Regions from separate parts of the Gossypium hirsutum genome. Here all the other regions are linked to region 3. Evidence: chromatin contacts called from public Hi-C data. All regions are on one chromosome and are shown on one strand. Each heading gives the region's core, a stretch centred on a gene start, on an enhancer-like site or on the middle of the called end of the contact. The rest is flanking DNA. Distances are from core to core; before and after follow the strand shown.

What was found. Hi-C and Micro-C count contacts between places; a contact is called where the count stands out from the background.
Region 1: a contact with region 3 is called in a Hi-C map of leaf, with 2.2 times the contacts expected there. The contact joins the promoter of LOC107916640 here to the promoter of LOC107894485 in region 3. A contact is called at or near these places in 2 of 34 Hi-C or Micro-C datasets (both in leaf).
Region 2: a contact with region 3 is called in a Hi-C map of leaf, with 3 times the contacts expected there. The contact joins the promoter of LOC121212306 here to the promoter of LOC107894485 in region 3. A contact is called at or near these places in 7 of 34 Hi-C or Micro-C datasets (callus, hypocotyl, leaf and 1 more).

The regions. Positions count from the first base shown.
Region 1 is chrA13:55,860,817-55,864,531 of Gossypium_hirsutum_v2.1, forward strand. It overlaps LOC107916640 (probable beta-1,3-galactosyltransferase 2), which reads left to right and starts at 1,881. Exons shown (of 11, transcript XM_016845955.2): 1 at 1,881-2,349; 2 at 2,859-2,955; 3 at 3,041-3,105; 4 at 3,190-3,401; 5 at 3,521-3,584. The coding sequence starts at 2,240.
Region 2 is chrA13:55,963,190-55,966,767 of Gossypium_hirsutum_v2.1, forward strand. LOC121212306 (probable protein phosphatase 2C 10) reads right to left here and starts at 2,151. Exons shown (of 3, transcript XM_041084765.1): 1 at 2,058-2,151; 2 at 1,233-1,354; 3 at 1,006-1,146. The coding sequence starts at 2,151. The coding sequence ends at 1,006. It also overlaps the pseudogene LOC107893583.
Region 3 is chrA13:56,109,335-56,113,051 of Gossypium_hirsutum_v2.1, forward strand. It overlaps LOC107894485, which reads left to right and starts at 2,209. Exons shown (of 2, transcript XM_016819756.1): 1 at 2,209-2,309; 2 at 2,394-2,796. The coding sequence starts at 2,209. The coding sequence ends at 2,796. LOC107893584 (a long non-coding RNA gene) reads right to left here. Exons shown (of 2, transcript XR_001682880.2): 2 at 3,500-3,717.

The DNA.
Region 1 (3,715 bases), core at 631-3,130, 250 kb before region 3:
GAGGTGTATGTCCCATCCACTAACTGAGTGTCGTATAGAAGTTGTGTATTCCATACTGCTACCAAACACAGACGCTTCCATGTTCTGCCTACCACTGACGGAGTGTCGGGTAGAGGTCATGTATTCTTATTGAACAGCAGTAGATGTTGAAGTTGCAAATGCTTCATTTGGCAATAAAAATTGTACATATAACTTAAGATAGGGTGATCCACTAACGAGATGAGTTTGCACCATCGCCTCCAAGTTACACCACCTTTGATATCAAATGAGTCATATGTCACGAGATCAATCGAAGCACAAAATCGATACTTAATAGATGAAACTCTCATTGACTTCGTTCCAAAAATTTTACACCTAAATCTTTTACGAAATTCTGTCAAATCTATGTTATGGTTAAAAACCAGTCACATTGTGTTATTCGATAAAAAAATAACACTGTTCTTGATGTCACGGACCTCACCATCATAGTAAATAACAACACTAATACGTTCACTCATCTTCAATTTCTATTTTGCTTAGCCTCTCTAATTTTTTTTTGTTGTAACTTATGCAATTTGAGTTTGAAATTTGACTCATTTATAGCCTAAGGCCAAATAGGCATTACTGTAGAAAAGAGCGTCCACGTGGAAGCTTTTTCAGTAATTTTGCTGATAGTGCATCTTGCTTGAAGTGTTTTTGACACTATTTTGTTAGAATCGTCTTCTAAAAATTATTTTTTTAGGAACTACTATAGAAAAAGAGCGTCCATGTAGGAGCTTTTTTCAGTAATTTTGCTGATAGTGCATTCTGCTTAAAGCATTTTGACATTATTTTTTTAGAACCGTCTTCTCAATTTTTTTTAGGAACTACTGTAGAAGAACAGCGTCCACATGGAAGCTTTTTTTAGTAATTTTGTTGACAGCCCATCCTGCTTGAAGCGTTTTTGACATTATCTTTTCAGAACCGTCTTCTCAAAATTAAATTTTTTGAAACTATTGTAGAAAAAAATAAAATCATTCTTTTCAATATAATTTTTTCTTAACCCTTAACCTAAACCCTTTTACAAAAACCCTAAAAGCTAAATATAAAAATTATTTAAAAAAAAACTAAACCCTAATTTAAATAATTTTTTTAAAAACTCTAAACCCTAATTTAATTAATTTATTTAAAATCCCTAAAACCTAATTTAATTATTATTTTTTTAAAACTATAAACCATAATTTATTTCTTAAAATTCTTAAACTTTAAATAAATAAAACCCTAAATTATTTTAACAAAACACTAACCTAAGCCCACAAACCCTAGGCAATAAACATGCAAATAGCCCTAACCCTAGAAAAACAAGGGCTAAAACACATCCTTGAGGGAGCGATTTTGTCATGTTAGCAAACACATCCACGTCAGCGCGTTTTGTGCTGACATGACAAAATTGCTCCCTTAGGATGCGTTTTGCTGAATTTTCCCCCTAAAATACTCCTACGTGGGCACGTTTTAATATTTTTTGCCCATTTCAGTAAATAATGAAAAAAGTGGCATATTTACGTAAATAAAGTTGGAAATATACCTTTATTGATAAAATATTCAAGTTTTATATTAACCCAAAAAAAATCTTAAAAAAATAATTGCAATTAACTAGTTAATTTACGACCTGTCACATTAGCCAAATTTCTTTTAATTTCAGACACTCAAATTCTAAGTTAAGTAATTCAAAAATGTTTTTTTAATGTAAATTTAATATAAAATATTTTTCAAGAATAAAATGAATGAAACTTCAACATAAAACAAAAGTAAAATCGAAGCGCGGTGAGATCCAACCCGACCATGCTTAGCCGAGCATAAATACATATCATCACATGTAAATAAATAAATAAATAAAAGGGATGAAATGGTAAATTTGTATAAGAAGAAAGCAAGAGAGAAGCGGTTAGTAGTGGGTCGTCTCTCACTTGTGTTCAACGTCCCTTGCCTGCAAGCAATGTTAGACCTCTCTTTTTGAGGCTTTGACACACAGAATCTATACACAGAAACAAACCAACAACAAAAAAAAGAAAGGAATAAAAATAGCAATTCATAATAAAACAGAGTTCTCTGTTTCTGTTTCTTTCTCTTCTTCTGAAAAAAAGTTGGAGCTCATTTTTTGCAACTGTCGTTTGATTCGGCTCAAGCTTCTTCTGTTTTTTTTTCCATATGGGTTTTTTGCTTCTTTGATTGCTAGTGTTGGAGAAATAGAGGGGATTTTAGGTTGGGAAGTTTCGAAAATATGTCTTTTAAAAGCAAAACAGAGCAGTCTACTAGGAGTTTTGTTTCAAAGAAATGGACTTTTCTTCTTTGTTTGAGCTGCTTCTGTGCTGGAATTCTCTTCACCAATAGGTAATACCCTTTACATTCTTTTTTTTTGAAAGTTTAAAACTTTTGGCTTTCCCTTATTTCAATGGTGAAACCATGTTAATTTGCTTTGTTAATAGATTTTTGAGTTATGTTTCTTTTTACAATTATTTGTCCAAGCTTGTGTTCATGTTGAGTTTCAATTCTCTCTTTTTTTTCTTTTTTTTAATTATTAGTGGGTCTTATTTATTTGGTGTGCCTATTAATGCAAAATTGGATCTAACCTTTGGGATAAGGTTGGTTTCAATTGACAAGTCAATTTTCATATATTAAGCGTTCTAATTTTAATGCTTTTATCTCATTGATGTTTCATCATTTGATAAACGTTGTGCAGAAGAATTAAATAGTTGCAATAGGGAACCTTGACTATAGTTGAAATTTTTACTGCTTTTGTTTTCTTTCTTTTTTTGCACATATAAAAATTTTTGGTTCAAATTTGGATTACAGGTAAAATTTTGGGTTTTCATTATGTTAATGTGTAAAATTGGTAACAGGATGGTGGCTGTTCCTGAATCTAAAGCTATCATGCGGATAACCGCCGTAGAAGCTGAAAAATTAAAACTCATTTCTGAGGGTTGTAACCTAAAAGCTGTGAGTCTCTTTAACTTGCATTCATATAAACCTTTTGTTAAGTTTTGTAGGTTTTAAGCTGTTTGGTTTCCTTTCTTTGTATCAGAAAGGAGAAAAGCATGTATCAAAGGACATCATTGGGGAGGTTTTCAAGACTCACCATGCTATACAGTTAGTATTGCTTTTGTCTAACTATGGTTCATTTGATTTTTAAGTGACTGATCAATGAACTGGTTGTGTCATTTTTCGATGTAGGACATTGGATAAGACTATTTCCAACTTAGAGATGGAATTAGCTGCTGCAAGGGCGGCTCAAGAATCTTTACACGGTGGTTCTTCGTTATCCGAAGATGTGAGTAGAGTTGGATCATCTAGGAAGAGAAAGTATCTGATGGTTATCGGAATTAATACGGCTTTCAGCAGCAGGAAAAGAAGAGACTCAGTTCGTGCTACATGGATGCCACAAGGTGGTCGGATTGATTCTTTTTGACCCTTCCATACCCCCATTCCCTTAACACACAACTGCTCCTTTCCTGATATTCTAATGCGAATTCGGGTGCTGAATCAAATCTGTTTTGGAAAATAGGTGAAAAGAGGAAGAAATTGGAGGATGAAAAAGGCATTATCGTTCGCTTTGTTATTGGCCATAGGTGATGGTTTAATTCTCTTTCTATCGTATTGTTTTATAAGTGAACTAGTATTATATTTTTTCTTGCTGTTCTTATGCTATTAACTTAGTTGTATTCTTCATTGCCTTTGAATCCTTATGGATGATTAAGTT
Region 2 (3,578 bases), core at 901-3,400, 150 kb before region 3:
AGTTTACAGTCTCAATGATTTCTATGAATTCCTGTTTGTCCCTGAGAGCCTAGTTAATCTTGTTGTTATTACCAGTGCCAATATTAATCATAATGTGCTTGTTTATGAAAAGGAACATCACTCTCGATGGATCGTAAAGTTCAAACATCGTGTTAAAATCAGGCACTTCCGTTATGTCTACAAGATAAATCACAAAGAAAGTTCTTTAGTGTTCCGGCGACAGAAGCAAACACCTCATCCATTTTAAAATGAAAATAATATAACTAATTAATTGATTGCAAAATTAAGTGAAAGTATAATGATAAAACCATTTTCATTCTAGGGGAAGCAAAAACAAGTCGACATTCAAGCATTCATGAATAAGTAATGACAGAAAATGATGCTTCCAGATATGCGGCACTCAAAAGAAGAAAATAGAAAGGCAAAATGTTATGGAAAAACTATTGAAGTCCATGATCTTGCATGCACCCCAAAGGTAACATGCTCAAATATTAACAACACAAAAACCATTTCCTTATTATGTCAATAAGCACAACCAGCTGCCAAATGTAACTTTGATTAATGTAAGGTACCAAGTTCAGTATTGAAGGACTTGACCAAAGGTCTAATAGACCAAATAAGGAGAAAGCTAATATACTAGTAAAATAGAAAGTCATTATGAAAAGCTCAATCAATATCTCATTTTGCTTACTTGGAGAAGATTCTCAACTTAAGTATTTCCTCGAGTCACGATCAAAGCCAACTTCATCTATACACCACATAACAATATACATTCAATTCCTAATCACCTTCATAAAGAAATCAAACAATATCAACATCTGAACCTAATCGATAAAAACAAATTTACATGGGGTGATAATCCTATATTTTGTTCTTTTTATGAAGTGCAACCCTTAATCCCTATGGTGCTTGGTATGTATTTTCATGTTGGTTTGATTCACAAATTAACCCTGTGTAAACAAACTCTTATTTTAGGTATATACTACAAATCTCATCTAAACATTTCTATCCTTCAAATATAACGACAACACAAGATATGTCATCTTTACTGTCTCTTTTAACCGCTTCTGCAATTAGTTGTTTCGAAGCCTTTTGTGGGTCTTTAAACTTTTTTGCAATATCAATAGTCTCTTGGTTACTCATCACCTGGATTAAGCATATGCAAAAGGAAAAATAAATCATATAAAACTATTTCTAGCTCAATAACGAGACACTAAAGTAAAGTGTTTTACCTTCCAAAGGCCATCACTTGCAAGAATTAAAATATCTGTATTGTTATCTATGTTGGTCCATTGAATGTCGGGATCTGATCGTAGATGCGATTTAAGGCTCTTGTCATCGAAAGCACGTGAAACTGCCAGTTATCCATTAACTTTAGGAACATCTCCTAATAGCTTGCACAAACAACACATTAACAATATCATTATATTAGCAAATTAGAAATGCAGGGTCGTACTTTACGCAAGGAATATGATGCATATAAATCAACCAAATTAGAACCAAGACCTTAATACCACTCAATAGTAGAAACCTGAAGTTTTCAAGCATTGATTTCTTTCTTTGTATCTTCACCATGTAGGGCTAACAAACAAGAATTAAAATGATAAAACATAACAAAATGGGGTCTGAAAATTTACTTTTTTGGTTGGCAACACCAAGATTCTGAATGCAATGGAACATGACATTTCAAATTTGTAGTAGCTTTAACATGCCTAATGCATTTGTACTTTATAACCAACACAAAGACATGCCTTAAAAGACCATTAAGTTGTTATACAACAAGGAACAAAAACATAAAATAGAGCGCAGAATTTCACTAGTGATTGATATGTGAAAAAGGAAAGACAAAACACTTTATGGTACTACAAGGTTAGAAAAGTTGATAGAGATGATCTCTCTCTATGATTACAAAGAGGCTAAGAACTAAATACAAGCATTAAGTATTAGAAGGATCAAGACCATTGAAAAACACTCAGCAAATATGACCAAAAAAATTCATTGAGTTATTAACATATATGAGCAGATGTGAACAAGCTCAAAGAATTAACTTCTAAAACTTGGAAGCAATAGAAGACGTGACATATTTGAGACGAATCCACCTATGTTCTCAATGTTGCCTTGTTCAATGATGGGTTCATGATCTGTTGTCATCTGTATTGCTTGACTCCCTCTAGAAAGAACAACACGTGAATCTCTTACGTTTTCCACACATAGTTTTATTCCATTTATCAATGTTGTAGTTACAACAGTGGATCCACCACGACCAAGTCTGAGCTTTGTGAAAGAATTGCCTGATCTGTTTTCTCATAAGTCTAAAGGGGTCAACCTAAAACTCTTCCAATAATAAGTGAGAAAATGTAAGCATATGATGTTTTAAAAATAATAAAAGCAAACCATTCGAAAATGATATGGCACATCCCACCTTCTTTAGGATATTGGCAAACAAGTGCTTCTTTAGGTAAGATGATATAATATCTACCAAATGACCATCGTAGATAGAAAAAAGCCCTAACTCATGCTATAGAATCTGCATGAACTTACCGACATGATAATCCTCCATAGGATGATTAGCTTTCCCTTTTACTAGGCTGAAACCAAACTTTATCATACCCTCATGGCTTTTCCTCTTACCAGAACCTAAATACGAACGCCCTTCTCCAAGATAAGATATGACCCAATTAACCTCTAAATGGAAATCAAAGATCAATGGATTGAAAATCCTACAAAAACTTGGTCCAAAATCAAACCTAAACACACCCAGAAAATTGACAGAGCAAAAGAAAATGAAAACCTTGGCTATGGCAACTCTACTAAGAGAAAGAAAATGAAAGCAGAAAAAGAGTAAAGTGGAAAGAAAAAGGGTAGGAAAAATGATAGAGGAAAATGAAAGGAATAGAGGGAGAAAATGTTTCCCTAAAGGATGCTTGATGAAGGGGAGGAGTGGTATGCTTAGAGTCAAATGAAGCAAGGGAGTGATTGTCTGGGTGAGGGAGAGTATTTTTGAGGTGAGAAAGGGTAAAATGGAAACAGGGCAAGCATCGAATCAATAATCAGTGAGGAGGAGATGGAATAGAAATGACACAATTTCTGTACATAAGCCCGTAATAGGGGGCATTCCATTGAACCAAACAACTTTTTGTGGTGGGTCCACAGAATAGAATTGTAATGACTGGCATAATATTGAACCAAAGAGAGTGTAAACTCTAATCTAACTCCAATGTCATGAATTATAAACCTCAGTTATTATTATTTTATAATTTTATTTAATTAGTGTTGGAAAATGCATGCTATGAGTTAAAAAAATACTTAAAAAAATATTGAATAAAAATTAAAAAAAAAGGTGATATTCTAATATAATTTAAATTCATTCTGCAATCATCTCATCCCATAATCTTATATGCATTAATCTTTTTAGAAAGAGGTATTCATACGCATTGTAATAAATAGTGCAGATTTAGATTTTTATGAATATCTAATTTGTTTTTTTTTTATAAATATTCTACTTACTATATTCATAGTGAATTTGGAGTTAAACTTCATATATCTATTATTCGGATTTGCTTTATTTTATTTGATAG
Region 3 (3,717 bases), core at 959-3,458:
GGATTTGGGTAATCGGTTTCCTAAAATCTCTCCTGCAAAAACTGACGTCCACTTTCTCTTCTCCTATTTTCCAAAATTTTTTCTCATTTCTCTCTGATATTTTGTTCTCCTTCACCCATTGTCAAAATTTTGTTCTCCCCTTATCTTTTCATTCTTTTGTTTCTTTACTTTATGATCCCTTGTGCATCATGACGACACACTTTCAGTAAGTTAGGTTTTGTTAAATCTTAACTTCTTTGTGGTCAAGTGCTAATAAGGGTTTCCTTTAGTGTCTTGGGGTTAATCAAAGGGCTGAAGACTGTCGATTGACATTTTAAGAGTGTGGAATTCTCATTTTTGCTCGAAGGTAAGGTTTTTCTGGAAAATGATTGAATACCTCGTTATAAGTTTCGTTAAAGTATCATTGGTATCACTAAATTTGGGTTTGGATTATGGATTTTTAGGTTTTAGAGTGCTAGTGGTTGCTTTAGCATCATTTTAAAACTAGGTGTATACACAAAAACACAGAAAATGAGAAGCGACGAAAACCAAAAAATAAATCTGTCAACGCCACACGGGTGTGTGGTCGCCTGTGTGGTAGGCCATGTGACAATGCATGGGCATATAATCGATGAGCCAAGCCATGTGCGCAAGACACAAGCGCATGACACGACCATGTGAAGGCTGGTGGGGCGGTGTGCGATACACAAGCTCGACCTATTGGGTCGTGTGGGACGCACGAGCATATGGACCCACACAGTCAGGCCACATGGGCATAGGAGCCCATTTTTCTAAAATAATCTATAAAGTTTCACGAGTCGACTAAGTCGACTGTGACCTATCGTAGGGTTGGCAAGAATTACTTAGACCCTTGATTCTGTGCTCTGACTATGTGATGTATGTATTAAGCATGTACTCTTAGCATCTGTTTTTGACCGATTGTATGATCTGTTAAATTGCATTATAACATGACATATGTTTCTGATGCATTGCATCGAGGTGGGGTTGAAGATATTTCGGAAGAAGTGTCTAAAAGGCTTTAAACCTGTTACCTGGCAGCTCAGCTGCACTATTCTACTTATGTGCCTTAATTCAATACAGTATGGTGTGTAGGGATGGGTGGGTTGATTATATCCCCACATGGTGTGTAGGGCTGGATGGAGATGGTGTGTAGAGGCTGGTGGGTAGGATTCTGATATTCTAATCTGCATTCTGTACCTGAGCTGGGCTAAGGCCCTAAGTTATATTTGATTTTGTATCTGAGAGGGCTAAGGCCCACATTGATTCTGTAATGGGCTCAGGCTCAAACTGTATATACATGATTGATTTATGTTATTATGCTATGTGCACATATTCTGTGGGGATTACACACTGAGTTTACGAAAACTCACCTTTTTTCTGTTTGATCCGTTCAGGTAATCCCCAGGATTAGAAAGATTGGAGCAACAGAGGACTCAAAGGTGACCACTACTTCTGCCTCATAATAAATTTATAGTTTTATGCTTATCATGGTTTTAGTTTTTATTTGGGAAATTTTGATGTAATTATGGCCATTACGGGTTTTTGTTTAGATATGGGATGACACTTTGGTTTCCAGATTTATCACTACAAACACATGACGTTTTCTCGAAATTAAAGTTTTCCTAAAATGAATGGTTTTTTAAAATAAAAAGTTCACAAGCTTCCACTAAAAAGATCACGTTTTGAACCGTAAAACAAATATGCGTTTTCCTGAGTTAATTAAAGACTAATAAAATGGAAGGGTTTTCACTCGATAAATTAGACTACATATTCCATTCCATGTGATATCGCCAGATTCAGCCATTACGTCTAGGCCGGGTTTGGGGTGTTACATTAAGTGCTATTAGAGTCAAGTTGCAAAACTCGACTATGGATTTGGGTTTTAAACTTGGTTTTAAAGAAATAATTTGAAATATTTTTGATTAAGTATGTGGTACACCGAGTCTCCAGCGCCGATCTTGTAAGTTTCTGAAACTCTAATTAGAATGTCTGAAAGTATTATTAGAATATATTGAAACTACTTCAGGTAGTATATCACACTAAAAACACTCTAGGTAGTGTAAACTGAAAACTGTAGTGAGACTACTACTCGCGATAACCGACTTTGAGCATTCTGATACTGTACGGTATAAAATATCTGTTAATAAAATATTAGAACTATTGACTAATGTATAAAACTATTAATACAGATAAATTCCGGAATGTGCAATGAGCACACGAGGTATCTACGGATGGGGTACTAGAGGTCGTGGCAGCATGTCGAATCTTGATACGAGCGAGATGCTGGTTTCACCTGCTTTAGAGGCTAGGTCTCATGATCACACAGCCAGGGATGACGCATTGTCCCAGGCTATGCTGAGGATTTTAGAGAGGGTCGCTGGGCCCAACACTAGAGCTGGGAGCCGGAGGTCAGTTATAGAACGACTCCGGTCCAATGGGGATGAGTTATTCAGAACTGTCGTTGGAGTCGCCCCTAACGTGGCTAAGTACTGGATGGAGGCCAAGAATAGAATAATGGATGATCTGGACTTTACCCCTGAGCAGAAATTGAAAGGGACTGTTTCTCTGCTTCGCGAGGAAGCATATCAGTGGTGGCTGATGATTAAGGAGGGCACTCAGCTCGACCGATTGACTTGGGACTATTTTAAAACTGTGTTTCAGAGTAAGTATATAGGAGCTAGCTACATTGATGCCAGGAGGCTTGAGTTCCTTAATCTCACCCAAGGAGACCGTTCAGTGGTCGAGTATGAGGCCGAATTCTTGAGATTGAGCCGTTATGGGCGAGGCCTGTGGTGACTGAGTACGAGAGATGTGTACGTTTTAAAGACAGTATTAGGGATAATCTGAGGATACTGATAGCTCCGTAGAGGGAGCATGAGTTAGCTGTTCTAGTCAAGAAGGCCAAGATTGCTGAAGATGTTAAACGCGCAGAGCACCAGAATAGAGATCGCGAGAGGGGTAGGAACAAGAGGGATTTAGAGCCTTCGAGTTCTGGGTTGAGGCCTAAAAAAAAGGCCAGATCTGATGGGCCAATAAGAGCTGGGCCTCTTATTGCACCTACTGGGGTGGCATTGTTTGGGCATTGTGGTAGATGCCATCCGGGCGAATGTTGGAGAACTACTGGGCATGTCTAAGATGTAGTTCAACTAAGCATCGTGTTAAAGACTGTCCACTGAGAACTGATCAGATGCAAGCTCAGGGTTCTAGTACTGTACAGCCGCTAAGAGTAGTTCAGCAGCTATCTTGTGGCAGAGTCAAGCCAGGGGTGGTAACGGCATGGGCCGAGGACAGAGAGCACCAAGCAGAAGTGCTGGATCGACTGAGACGAGGCAGCCTACTTTGGTTTATGCTGCTCGTTATCATGACGACCAAGATGCTTCGTACGTTATTACGGGTACGTTTTTAATATTTAATGTATCTTATTTGGCATTGATTGATATAGGCTCTACACACTTCTATGTAGCTGTAAGACCCAATTTGTGCCCGGGCTTACACAAACTAAAAAACAAATCAAAATATAAATAATAATAATATCCAATGTCCATTTCTTACATAGCCCAACAACCAAAAATAACGGGCTCAAATTAAAAAAACCTAAACCCAACAAAATACACAGCCCAATGGCCCAAATAATCCAAGCTTCAGTTTCAGAAAATGAAACCCTAAGTCAGTAGCCTCGTGCCGCAGCCTTCATGAGTGGCCTCGCTACATCGCACG